Linked DNA regions of Rattus norvegicus: region 2 is linked to region 1. Evidence: chromatin contacts called from public Hi-C data. All regions are on one chromosome and are shown on one strand. Each heading gives the region's core, a stretch centred on a gene start, on an enhancer-like site or on the middle of the called end of the contact. The rest is flanking DNA. Distances are from core to core; before and after follow the strand shown.

Region 1 (6,124 bases), core at 426-2,925:
TCAGTTAGAACAAAAGGACTCATGCCTGTGCAGTTTTGTAACTTAGGAAATGAGAACACCAGGCAGCCTGACCACAGCCTGAGACCACTGTCACGGTCAAACAACAAAATCAGGGCAGAAAGGAATACATCTAAAACATTTTCCCCTTCCTGAACAATTTAAGACATTTTAAAGAGACAATCTCTAAGGCTTGGCTACTCACCAATGACTGTACAAAGCAAAGAAAAATTCTAAAACCAAGCTTCAGAAAGGATGACTTTTAAAAAGCACTGATCAATTTAGCAAGCTACTTAAAGGCAGCTAAAATTCTGGAAGCACAGAATTCTAGGACAATTTCAGATATGGATGGCTCCAGTTACTAAGTTAATTCACACTATTCAGCCTACCTGGTAAATCAAGACATTAGATACTTATTCTTTTCTATTTAATGAAAATGATTGTTTATTTTTTACTCTTGGCTTATAATTATTTTAGGCTCTTTTCAAGAGTCTTAAACTTGACTCTTTTTTAGGGAGACAGTTGCATTAAGCAGCAGCAGCAGCAGCAGCAGCAGCAGCAGCAGCAGCAGCAGCAGCACAGGGTGGCCTCAGTCTCCTGCGTGCTGAGATTACAGGCACGTGCCATCGCCACACCTCGTCAGCTCGATTTGGCATTAAAATAGCTTATTTCAGAAGAACATGTGGACACCTGTAGATCGCCTTCACTTCTGAAGAACAGCTACGTTTGCAAAACCCCCCACGCTTTGTGGTGAATAACTTCTCACCCTTCCAGGACAATTATAAAAACAGCCTTTGAGGCAGCCACAGAAGACCAGGACTCAGTTGCTTGCAGGATGTGTGGGGACAGCGAGAGTGCTCGAGAGGATACCTAAGACAAGACTTGCTGAGCTCCCAGGCGATTCAGGCTTCAGGTCTGTCTTACTCCCACAAAGCCAGACTTCCCAGGTCCCTTGGTGTCCCACTGGATAGAGGGATAAGGAGCTGGACACGGGCCATAAGCAATATAGCCACCTTTACCTTGACTCTCCTCCGTTTTCTCCCCTTCTCTTCCCCCGGAGCCTGCTTCTCTCCTTTCTTCCTCTTTTTCCGTTTTCTGTCCTTGTGTTTGTCATGGTCGCTTCTGTCTTCGAAGAGGCTGGAGTCGTGCCCGGAGCTGCCCGTGGAGAGCTCAGTGACTTCGCTCCCTCCCACTTTGAGGACTAGCTTCAGGGGCTTCTCCACGTACTCTGAAACAAGAGCAGGGCGCAGGCTGACTCGGGGCAGACCGAGAGCTGGCGCCCCACCTCCCAGCGCCCCACGAACACCCGCCGGGGCCGGCAGGCCCGAGTCGAACGCCGCCCCGCCGGAGGATCTCCGCGGGTCGGGGCCTGGCGGGCAGGGGCGGCGCGGCTCTGCTGGCAGGCCCGTGGTTCCTCACCCTCGTAGAAGTGTCGGTCCGACTTGTGCTTCTTGTGCTTCTTGCCCATGTCCCACCGGGCCCCAGAGCCCGCCCCCCGCGCCAGGCCCAGGCCGTGCGGCGCCGCTTCCGGTCCGGGCCAGGCGAGCGGAGGGCGGGAGCGGGGCCCGCGAGACCCCGCGCCGCGAGGCAGGGGGACGGCACGCGCCCGGCGGCGCGAGGTCCCTCACGAGAAGACCACGCGCGGGACGCGGCAGAAGCGCGAAAGCAGTGGCGGGAGGGCGAGAGGCCGGCGCACCGGCGGGAGAGAAGGGCCACCAAGCGGTCTGGGTGCAGGCTGCGGCGCGTAGTGGCCCCTGGCGGCCGGAGGCGGCGCTGCAGCCTGTGGTGGAGGGCGGGGCCGTGTCTGGGGGCGGGCTCGGAGGCGGGGCCCGCCTCTCTGACTTTTTTTCTTCCCTGACTCTCTTCCCTCCTTTCTTGAGTCGTTTTAACTTTTCTTCACTTTTGTTTCTTGTCTTTAACAATAGTATTGAACTCCATCTGTACCGGATCTGGCAGAACCAAGAATACTGGTCCTGCCAATCCTAATGATCTTCGTTTGATCTCCAGGTTCCACATGATGGAGAGACTCTAATCCTGAAAGTTGTTGTCCTCTAACGTTTACATCCATTTGCATCCCTTACACAAACAAATAGATACAGAAAGAACAAAAACAAAGGTTTGTTGACGGTAGGGTAAAGCCTGCAAGAAGTTAACTAAATAAAACGCATCAAGTGTGGAGCAGTGCACTTGGAAAGCGAGACCGGAAGTGAAGGTGTGGCATGGATTCAAAGGCTGGAAACACAGCACTGCTTAATTTGATTATTTCAGATGACCAGGACGGTATGGGGATGGATTCCTTTAGTTTTATGTTTTTCTTTGTGGTTTAAAAATACAATTTATATGCTAAAATAACTGGAAAGAAAAGAAAGCTAAGGGTCTAGAAATTAGCTACAACTTGCTGAGAAAAGCTGATGAAGTTGCAACTATTGGCTCCCCAGGGAGGCCCAGGCTGCCTGCTGCTTTGTCTGCTTCTAACTTGTTCGTGGGTTGGTCAGTGCCCTTCCTGTTCTCTTATCTCTGGGTGCCCAGCCCTTCTGGGCAGTGGCTCACTGACAATTTTGTCCACTGGCACAGATAAGCCACGTTTAAGATCTGCTTGTGCTGGGTGTGGGTGTGGTGGTGCACGCGTGGGCGTGTGTGCTGGCGCATCCCAGCAACTCTAAGGCAGGAGGACTGAATCCCAGACTAGCCAGGGCTACATAGTGACATGCTATCTAAAAATAGTGCTCAATGTCACATGTCCAGAGGTGTCTGGGAAACACAGGAAACAAAGCCCTGTCAGTGTGTGTGTGTGTGGTGTGTGTGTGTGTTTGTGTGTGTGTGTGTGTGTGTGTGTGTGTGGTGTGTGTGTGTGTTTGTGTGTGTGTGGTGTGTGTGTGTGTGTGGTATGTGTGGTGTGTGTGTGTGTGTGTGTGTGTGTGTGTGTGTGTGTGACGATTTTACAAAATAGAAAAAGCAGGTAATATTTATATTTCCATTTTATAATGGAGGAAATGGATGCCCACAGAAGGAAGTAAGGTAGGGGTCAGATGTAGAATCAGTATTCAATCCAGGCCTGAACTGGAGTCTCAATCCTTTTCATTAGTTACTACACACAGTACAAAGGGTTCTATATGCCCTTTATAGTGCCCTATATGTTTTGTAAAATAAACTTACGATTTCTTTTTGTCCCGAAGAAAGAATCTGATAGCGATCATTTCTACTGTACTCAGAAGTGGACTTGGGAGTGGAGAGAAGACGCAGGAGTTAGAGCACTTGCTGTTTTTCCAGAAGGCCCGAGTTCAGTTCCCAGTACATACACACATCCACCAGCTCACAGAACCTGTAACTCCAGTTTCAGGGCGATGTCTCCTGCTTTGTCCTGACTCCTTGGGCACCTGCATTCACTCAGTGCACCTAGATACAATCTCACACACATAAATTGAAACAACAACAACAAAAACCAACACCAAGTTGGACTCTTGGATGATTTTTCCCAGCAAGATTTGTATATTTATTTCCATGTGTGGTACGCTAGGGAAGTAAACCTCTGTAGGAAACCTCAAAGTCAGCTCAAGACACTCCAAGACCAGGTTCTCAGCACAAAAGAAGTTTAGTTGCTTCAGAGACACAAAGGCCAGGGAGTAAGACACAAAGGCAGGAGATGGAGGATATAGGAGAAGGGGAAGAGGACAAGGGAGAAGGGAGATGGGTATTTGTCCCAGGACTGTCTCTGGATACAAAGGAGACAGACAGGGTTCACAGGTAAAAGGAGAAAACTGAGTGCCAGGATGAGGCGTTTAATTTTGACTGGGCATGTTAATTAGGTTAGCCAAAGTGGGCTTTTGATAGCTGGACCCCGGAGGGTAACTTCAGGAGGAGGAATTAGCCAAACAAGGGAATAGACTTTGGTGGCTAGTTTTAAATATTTAGCAAGGCAGAGAGAATGGGCAGAAGGACAAGGCCTGTTAGAGCCATGCTTGCCACACATGAGCTGGCCAGAGTCCCTTCACTGCTACTTTTAGGTAATGCATTTTTAGGTAAATGGCCTATAGCCGAGCTACCCCAGCCCTGTAGCTTAATCTTGAATTCCAGTGTTGAGATGAAAGGCTGATATTTTAGGACCCTGCCGTTTGCAAGTGATAGAAAACCCAATTTGAGCTGGACTTGAGGCTCACACCTTTAATCCCAGTACTGCAGAGGCAATAGGCAGAGAAGCAGAGGGGCAGAGGGGCATAGAGGCAGAGAGGCAGAGAGGCAGAGAGGCAGAGTGGCAGAGAGGCAGGGAGGCAGAGAGGCAGGGAGGCAGAGAGGCAGGGAGGCAGAGAGGCAGGGAGGCAGAGTGGCAGAGAGAGAGGCAGAGAAGCAGAGTGGCAGAGAGAGAGGCAGAGAGAGAGGCAGAGGCAGGTGGATCTTTGTGAATTTGAGGCCAGTCTGGCTTACAAAGAGTTCCAGGATAATCAGGGCTATTGCCCTGTCTCAAAAAACCAGGAGAAGGAGGAAGATGAGGAAGAGGAAGAGGAAGAGGAGGAGGAGGGGGAAGAGGAGGAAGAAGAGGAAGAGGAAGAAGATGGTAGAGGAGGAGGAGGAGGAGGAGGAAGAAGAGGTGGAATAGGAGAAACAAGAAGAAAGAGAAAGAAAGACCCAATGTGAATTATTTCAAGTCAGTAAAAAAGGGGATTTATCAGTTTACTTGTCTCAAAGGTGCTGTTGGTCTCCCCAATACCCTCTCAAGCTTCTGTCCAGTCCTACCCCATATAGTTGGAAACATGACCACCAGCTGTTGCTGGGATCTTTATGTATCCTGACAGCTGGGGAAAAGATCTCAGCTTCACCTAGAAAAAAAAACTCAGGGAAGAATGCTGGTTGACAAACTTGAGACATTTGTTTTGTAGGCGATGGATCCAGCCTGGGTACCAAGTCCAACCTGGTGGCCAAAAGGACTGGGACAGGGAAGGTGAAGCTCCTCTGGTGAAGGTAGCTGCAGTTTCCCACAAACCACGTCTGTTACCTTGGTGAGGTTGGAGACTCGGGTTGGAAAACTGGCGGTTGTGCGGGCAAAGGAACTCCGCTGGAGTGAAATCAACTCCCCCACCCCGACCCCAGGATCCTCTAAAGCAGTCATTCCCAATGCTGTGATCCTTTAATCTGGCTCCCCATGTTATGGTGACCCCCAACCATAAATTATTTCCATTGCTATCTCATAACTGTAATTTTGCTACTGTTATGAAGTTGTAATGTAAATAGATATCTGTGTTTTTGATGTTCTTGGGTGACCCCTGTGAAAAGGTCATTCGACCCCAAAAGGATGGAGACCCACAGGTTGAGAACCACTGTTCTAATGAGTACTCAGGTCAGCTTCTCAGTTGTTGGGTGTTTGAAGACGAGTCTCTGAGCCAGTCACCTGTGGCATGCCTCCTGGCTCCGGGCTGGACTTGGCTTTCCTGCCTGTGCCTAGCCCTGTGTGCTCTCTAAGGGCAGGGCTAACTCTGTTCTCTTGGAACATATACAGCAAATCAACTGCCACTCTCCCAGTGCTTCTTAAAGGTCTCTCTCCCTCTCCTCCTCCCTGACTCCTGTACGTCCCGTGATGGAGGAGGAAGAGGACCTGCTTGCTTCATTTGTACTTCAGGGTGAGTAGCTTCTGCCTTTCAGAATGACCCTCCACAGCTAGAGAGGAAGCTAAGTGCACGGGGCAGAAGTCACGGCTCACAAAACTTTTCTACAAGAACCCCAAGACATCCACTTTAGAATTCCTAGCTCAAACCCTGCGCCTGGCACATACCATTTGTGCGTCAAATTGAAGTTTTCTGCTTGCGACATTCAGATAAGACCTAAGCCCTGGCCAATATCCCAATCATAGTCTTGGGCAGAGAGCCCAGCCTAGCTGCGTCTAGACTCCCGACTCAAAGAAACTAATATTTACTTAAGCTACTACGTTTGGGATAACTTGCTATGTAGTAGGCAACTAAGTAATATGCCCAATGGGGACACTCCATGCTTGCTCTGGGTCTGCAAAACAAACTAAAGGGACATGAATGCACTGAATCGTTGCACACAAGACTGCCTTTCACTCTTATTCTGACTTGGCAGGAGGAATATGTCATCTCTAAATAATTGGTGGAGACACTGAGTCGGTAAGTCAGGT
Region 2 (6,227 bases), core at 147-2,646, 210 kb before region 1:
TTCCCACACTTTCAGAGAACCTTGATCAGTGTCTCAGGGTGTGCAAGTTCTGCACCAGAGAAAAGTGTGTGCCAAGCCGGGATGAGCAAAGGCAGTTGGGCTGGATATTTTGAAGTTACACTAGAGCCTAAAGACTCAGCCCAGTGGAAACTGCTCTTCCCTCACTGTTACATGTTGTTTAATTAGTTACATTTCACCTATTTTCACTATTTAGCATTTCCTCTTATTATACCGAGTCAGTCTGTGTATCACCCGGTCAGTGTTAGAGCCTATTTTTAATAAAGATTCCATAGGCAGTTCCTTTTCTTCGTGCTTGTTTTTTCCCAGGCACAATCTGGAACCTAAAGGACATTATTCCGTCTAAGAGCCAGGCAGAAATCATAAATGCCATCCTAAACACGTTGTCTGAAGTTCTGGGGGTGAATGCTGGCGACACAGTCATTCAGATGAAGGAGGCTGAAACCCAGCGACTAAAGGATGCCGCAGAGAGCGAGGACATACTAGCCAATGCCAACGGCGATGGTGAAATGGAATTTCAAGATGATGAAATGGAAGAAATTCCTCATAAAAGAAAACTCAGAAGGAAAACGTTTATTTCCGATTTACTTCCAGTAAGTCAGATTGATGTTCGATATGAATTAATACATTTTATTTTTTATTTTATGTGCATTGGTGTTTTGCCTGCTTGTTTTGCCTGTGTAAGAATGTCAGATCTTGGAATTACATACAGTTGTGAGCTGCCATGTGGGTGCTGGGAATTGAACGTGGACCTCTGAAAGAACAGTCAGTGCTCTTAACTGCTGAGCCGTCTCTCCAGCCCTTCAACATGAATTAATATGTCAGTTTGCTTCTATAGGTTTCCATAGCATTACCAAAAAAAAAAAATTAGGCAATTTTTCAGTAAGAGTTGTATTTCCTGTTGATTCTCATTGTAACATGAGAAATGTACCCATGTAGAAGAAACAAGAAACAATATCTCTTATCTAAAACGGAACCTTCCTGTGTGGGGGCTTTCAGAACACTTTAGCAATAGCAACCTGTCTTCCTGACTCCCAGCTCAGTTACCTGTCTCCTCCAGGCAGTCTTCACACTGATCTTACTCTTCTTACTTTTTGACTGAGTTCTTACCTCTTTTATTTTAATGCCTGTCTTTAGCAGAGCAGCAGAGCGAGCCTTCCGTCCCCACTGCTGCTGAGCAGAAGAGGTTGGGGAGTGGGTGTGCTCGTGCTGCTGTGATATGCCGCAAGGGTGCGCAGCTGCTAGTTACTTCAGCCGAAAGCGTAGGTAGACCCGAGCTTTGGGAGAATGTTTTTGGCCTGGAGGCAAGAGTATCTAGGAAGACAGGCCAGACCCCGTTGGGAAGATGCGTGCCTCCCGTGCTGCTTATGTGTACTCAGTGCTGTGCTAGTTACAGGCGAGACTCTTCAGCCGAGCTTCTGCACTGGGGAAATCCCCTTTAGGAAGACAAACTCGTAAGCCTGTGGTTACGTTAGCCCGATGCTAAGTATGGTGGTAGACTTGTTATCAAATTCCCGAGTAATTCGGTAAGCCTGGTGCATATGATTAACTCCAGATGGGAGAGCAGAGGAGGAGAGGCTGTTGGAGATGGCACAGGGCCAAGTGAGCTGTCTGAAGTGGTGAAGTAAGAGAGAGCTGTGGAGACAGGGTAACGTTTAGAGAGTCAGTCGGCTGGATGAGGTAGTGTGAAGGCAGGAAGAGCAGGAGCCTACAGAGGAAAGTGACACACCTCAGCTAGGAGAATACAATTCACATTCTCTCATGGGACAGTACCAGCGCTGGCTTGTCCTGACTCACATGAGGTTGATTGGAATTAATTGTCTTGTGTCAGCATCTTACATTTCTGATTAGTTTATATTACTGAGAATTCTTTAAATAGATTATAGCTCAGAGTAAATATATTTTCTTGTAGATTTTGTTTGATTGCAGCTGCCCTAGTAAGTAGGGTTATGAGTGTTTATCCCCATCCCTAACTCTTACATTCTTGAAGACTTAGAAAGCATAGTTTTTGTTTTTTTAAAGATTTTTATTTATGGGATTGGGGCTTTAGCTCAGTGGTAGAGCGCTTGCCTAGCAAGTGCAAGGCCCTGGGTTCGGTCCCCAGCTCCGAAAAAAAAAAAAAAAAAAAAAGATTTTTATTTATTTTTGTATGTGAATACACTGTAGCTATCCTTAGACACACCAGAAGAGGGCATCAGATCCCATTACAAATGGTTATGAGTCACCATGTGGGTGATGGGAACTGAACTCAGGACCTCTGGAAGAGCAGCCAGTGCTCTTAACTACTGAGCCATCTCTCCAACCCACAAAGCACAGTTTTATGTTTTGTTTTGTTTTGTTTTTTTAATTATTAGATTTTCATTTTTGTTGGGAGAGAGGAGCTTATGCATAGAACATGTGTGGAGGTCAAAGGGCATCTTGCAGGCATTAGTCCTTTTGCTTCCACGGGGGACCTGGAGATTGAACTCAGATTAGGCTTAGCATCAGGACCATTGAACCACTAAGCCTTCTTTTCAGCCTGCATGACTCATTTAATCTTAGTGCTCTGTGGGAATCAAGCTTTTTATAAGTTTCCTGTAGACCAAACAATGCCATAATAAGAACCACAGCAGCTCCCCTGTGATCACAGGACATATAGAGGGACATACAGTCCTCTCACGTCTCTTGCTCAGCATTATTGAAAACCAGCAACAGTGTCTAAAGGGAGGTATCTGTGAGTAGTGTTTCTCGGGAGTACATGGTGTCTAGATGTGCCTGACCTGGGCTGTGCCTGGTTTTATATCCACGTATAGAAGGTAGGAATGTTGGTGCTTTTAGCGGAGCTCTCATATTCTTCCTTGTCCTAAAGGATTCAGGTATACTGCTTTTCTACCCCATCTGCACTCAGACGTTGAGGTGGTTTTGAAACAGTCTACCTGGGTAGCCCAGGTTGGCCTCAAACTTTTTCTTTACGTCTGGAGTTCTGGATTACAGCATTTACCTTCGGACATGGGAATTCCTATTAACCTATTAGGGAACTCTGAAGAATCTGAAGTTCTTGCTAGGAGTCAGATACTGGTGTTCATGTGCGACTCTTCTTGTCTGCAGTCTTGCTTCCAGGAAGCTCCTAAAAGGAGTAAGGAGAGGAGAAACACCCACTCTGACCAGATCGAGATAGAAATGTCATTGCTTAAAAAATAATTAGGGATTAGTTCTAACGTTTACTGCCCTCCTGGGAATACAGATCTGAATATGAATATATTAGCCAGATGTATTTCCTTAAGAATTTAAAACAGAGGTACTGTAGGCTGGGAGATGGCTCATTGAGTAAGAGTGTTCCAGGAAAAAAAAAGCCAGATATGGCTGCATTTGCTTGGAACTCCAGCATTAGCAGCTGTAGACGGGTGGATCCTCAGAGCTCAATGGCCAACCATGCTAGCCAGAACAGTAGGCGTGTGTGTGTGTGTGTGTGTGTGTGTGTGTGTGTGTGTGTGTGTGTGTGTGAGAGAGAGAGAGAGAGAGAGAGAGAGAGAGAGACCGAGAGACAGAGACAGACACAGAGAGACCTCATTAGAATAGTGAAGGAATGAAGCTGGCATCCAGTGATCTAGGCTCTCAGCTGCAGAGACTGTGAGACCCCAGAATCTCATGTTTCTTATACAGAGTTGGACAGAGAGATGGGGTTATTGCATACAGCTGAACAAAGAGGTAGGGCTACTACATCCAGATAGACAAGGACACGGGTTTAGCTAATCTTGGTAGGAGCAGTCTCTGTAACAGAGACGTCTTCAGGTCATAAATATCCTGGGCCAGAAAGCTATGGTGGACATTTTCCACAGACACTAGCGGTGCCCACACATTGGTCAGAAGGAGGCTTTTGGTTTCTCCATGGTCTGAGGTTCTGAGCTCCTTGACATAGCAGTGACTGTGTCAACAATGCATGTTCACTCAGGACTCTCTCCACTCCTGTAACCTGCCTCAAGGCAAGGAGGCAGGCTGGGATAGAGGAAGACTGCTTTACCCCGTGTGTGTGCACACGTGTACACTCAGGTGCCTACACTGCTTACATAGACATGCACGCAGAGGGCTGAGGGTATTGTCCATGGTAGAATGAATGCTAATTGTTTAAAACACACAGTGAAAGAGAAGGGAAGGAGAGAAATAAAACCTTGAGCTCATGAAATACAGTGTTTTCCTAAGGCAAAAAAAAAAAAAAACTTTTTGTTTTGTTTTGGTTTTTGAGACAGGATTTCTTGGATAGCCTTGGCTGTCCTGGAACTCTGTGTAAACCAGGCTGGCCATGATCCACCTGCATCTGCCTCCCAAGTACTGGGCTTAAAGGTGTACACCACCGGGGTTGGGGATTTAGCTCAGTGGTAGAGCGCTTGCCTAGCAAGCGCAAGGCCTGGGTTCAGTCCCCAGCTCCGAAAAAAAAAAAAAAAAAGGAAACTTAAGGCATGACTCAGATATGTAGAGAAAAGAGCAAAATTTAACATATGCCGAAATAAGAATGTTCCTCCTTAGCTTCCAGGATAATGGTTTATCCAGTCTCCTGTTTTATTCCTTCCATCTGTCCCTCCTCAGCTGCACCCCTCCCCCCGCCCCTGCTCCTAATGACTTAGACACAAATCTCTGGACTGGTTCTGTCAGTTTGATAGCAGGAAGTAGAAGAGGAATGCTCTGAACAGCAGTTTCGTAAGAGAAGGTAATCGGAGTTTTCTCTAACATGGATATGTGTGTATTTTGGGTAGAGAGAATCCATATCAAACTACTTAGTGACAGTCTCTTCTCAGTGTAGCTGAACAGCACACTCACGAACCTGAAGAGAATGTTTTTATACATAGTGTTAGTAGGAAATGGACTATATATTCCAGGGACCGATTACCCTTAGAATACTCTGTGCCTTCCATCAGTCATCCTTCATTTTTATTAAAAAAAAAAAAAATAGGCCAAAAGTTGAAGTGTAATTCCTAGACAAGGAATTTGTTGGTGGGATTTTATTTTTTGTTTGTTTGAAACAGTGTCACTCTGTAGTTCTGGCTGACCTGGAACTTGCTGTGTAGACGAGGCTGGCCTCAGGCTCCCAGAGGTGCATCCTTCTCCTTCCCTAGTGCTGGGGTTAAAGGTGTGCGTGCCTGGCTCGTTAGCTGCATTTTAAATGAGCACAAGCACTCTGGTGAGGACAATAGTGATGTATTACAAGACCTACAGATATATTTAACTCTGGACCCAGTAAGTCTGAGGAAATACGATGTTTAAATACATATTCATTGGGAATTGGCTCTGATTCAGCCCCCAGGTTCCAAATCTTCAGTAGTTAAGTCCCTCATTGTGTATTGTTTACGTTCACTCACACACCCTCCCTCCCACGCCTTTAGTCGGCTCTGGGTTAGGACGTGTTATTTAGTTTTGCTTTAATACAGGACCTCATATGTCCAGGTAGTTTCAGATTTTGCTGTATAGCCACAGCATAACCTGTAATTTCTAATTCTCCTGTCTCCACTTCACTCAAGTGCCATGATTATAGATTTGCCACAGGCTGTGCACTGTTAAAGATCATACACGGACTTTGTGCATGTTAGGCAAGCATTCTACCATTCGATGACTGGCTCCATCTTTGAATTCTTAACAAATGTAGTACAATGTTGGATAAGAGGGGGTTTTGTTTTGCTAACTTACTTAATTGCTTTTAATGTTAAGGATCAGATCCAGGGCTTTGCACATTCTTGGCAAATAGTCCACTACTGAGTTACATCCCCTGCCCTCATGTCTATATCCATATCTATATCTATATCTATCTATATATCTATATATATCTATATATACACACATATACACACACACACACACCCATACACATATATACATATGTTACATTACTTATGGAATGCTGTCAAGGACAGATGCAGTTTTTCCCAGGTATTTGTGGTCTTGGTTTGCCTGACTGCTCATAGTAGGTTATCTCTGTGTCCCAGATACTTAGGCTGAGACTGGAAGGTTGAGCCCTGAAATTTGAATTCTTCCTTCCCCTACCACTACAATGTAATAGCTTTTAAGAAGGAAGAAAAATGATGTTATGTGTGTTAGCTCGATGAATGCAGAACCTACAGGTATTAATGACTGGGTATAGTCTGAAATATCCACGTCTGTAGAATGCTTGGGCAACTATAGTTGACCTGCTTAGTGACCTGCTATACTTTGTTCATTCATTAGAAAGACAAGTTGAATTT

What was found. Hi-C and Micro-C count contacts between places; a contact is called where the count stands out from the background.
Region 2: a contact with region 1 is called in a Hi-C map of kidney, with 3 times the contacts expected there. The contact joins the enhancer-like site here to the promoter of Brd7 in region 1. A contact is called at or near these places in 4 of 12 Hi-C or Micro-C datasets (the A7r5 cell line, Schwann cells, frontal cortex and 1 more).

The regions. Positions count from the first base shown.
Region 1 is chr19:34,877,855-34,883,978 of GRCr8, reverse strand. Brd7 (bromodomain containing 7) reads right to left here and starts at 1,675. Exons shown (of 17, transcript NM_001401243.1): 1 at 1,417-1,675; 2 at 1,017-1,225. The coding sequence starts at 1,465. It overlaps LOC120098503 (a long non-coding RNA gene), which reads left to right and starts at 505. Exons shown (of 5, transcript XR_010060124.1): 1 at 505-910; 2 at 4,872-4,953.
Region 2 is chr19:35,083,215-35,089,441 of GRCr8, reverse strand. It overlaps Heatr3 (HEAT repeat containing 3), which reads left to right. Exons shown (of 15, transcript XM_341654.10): 7 at 328-611. Among named protein-coding and RNA genes, the nearest start is that of Heatr3, 17 kb to the left of the region's middle. Within about 2 kb of position 1,396, at least 32 of the 93 cell types and tissues checked have an H3K27ac peak or open chromatin away from gene starts, as enhancers often do. A contact at or near this core is called in the A7r5 cell line and Schwann cells, where this site is marked.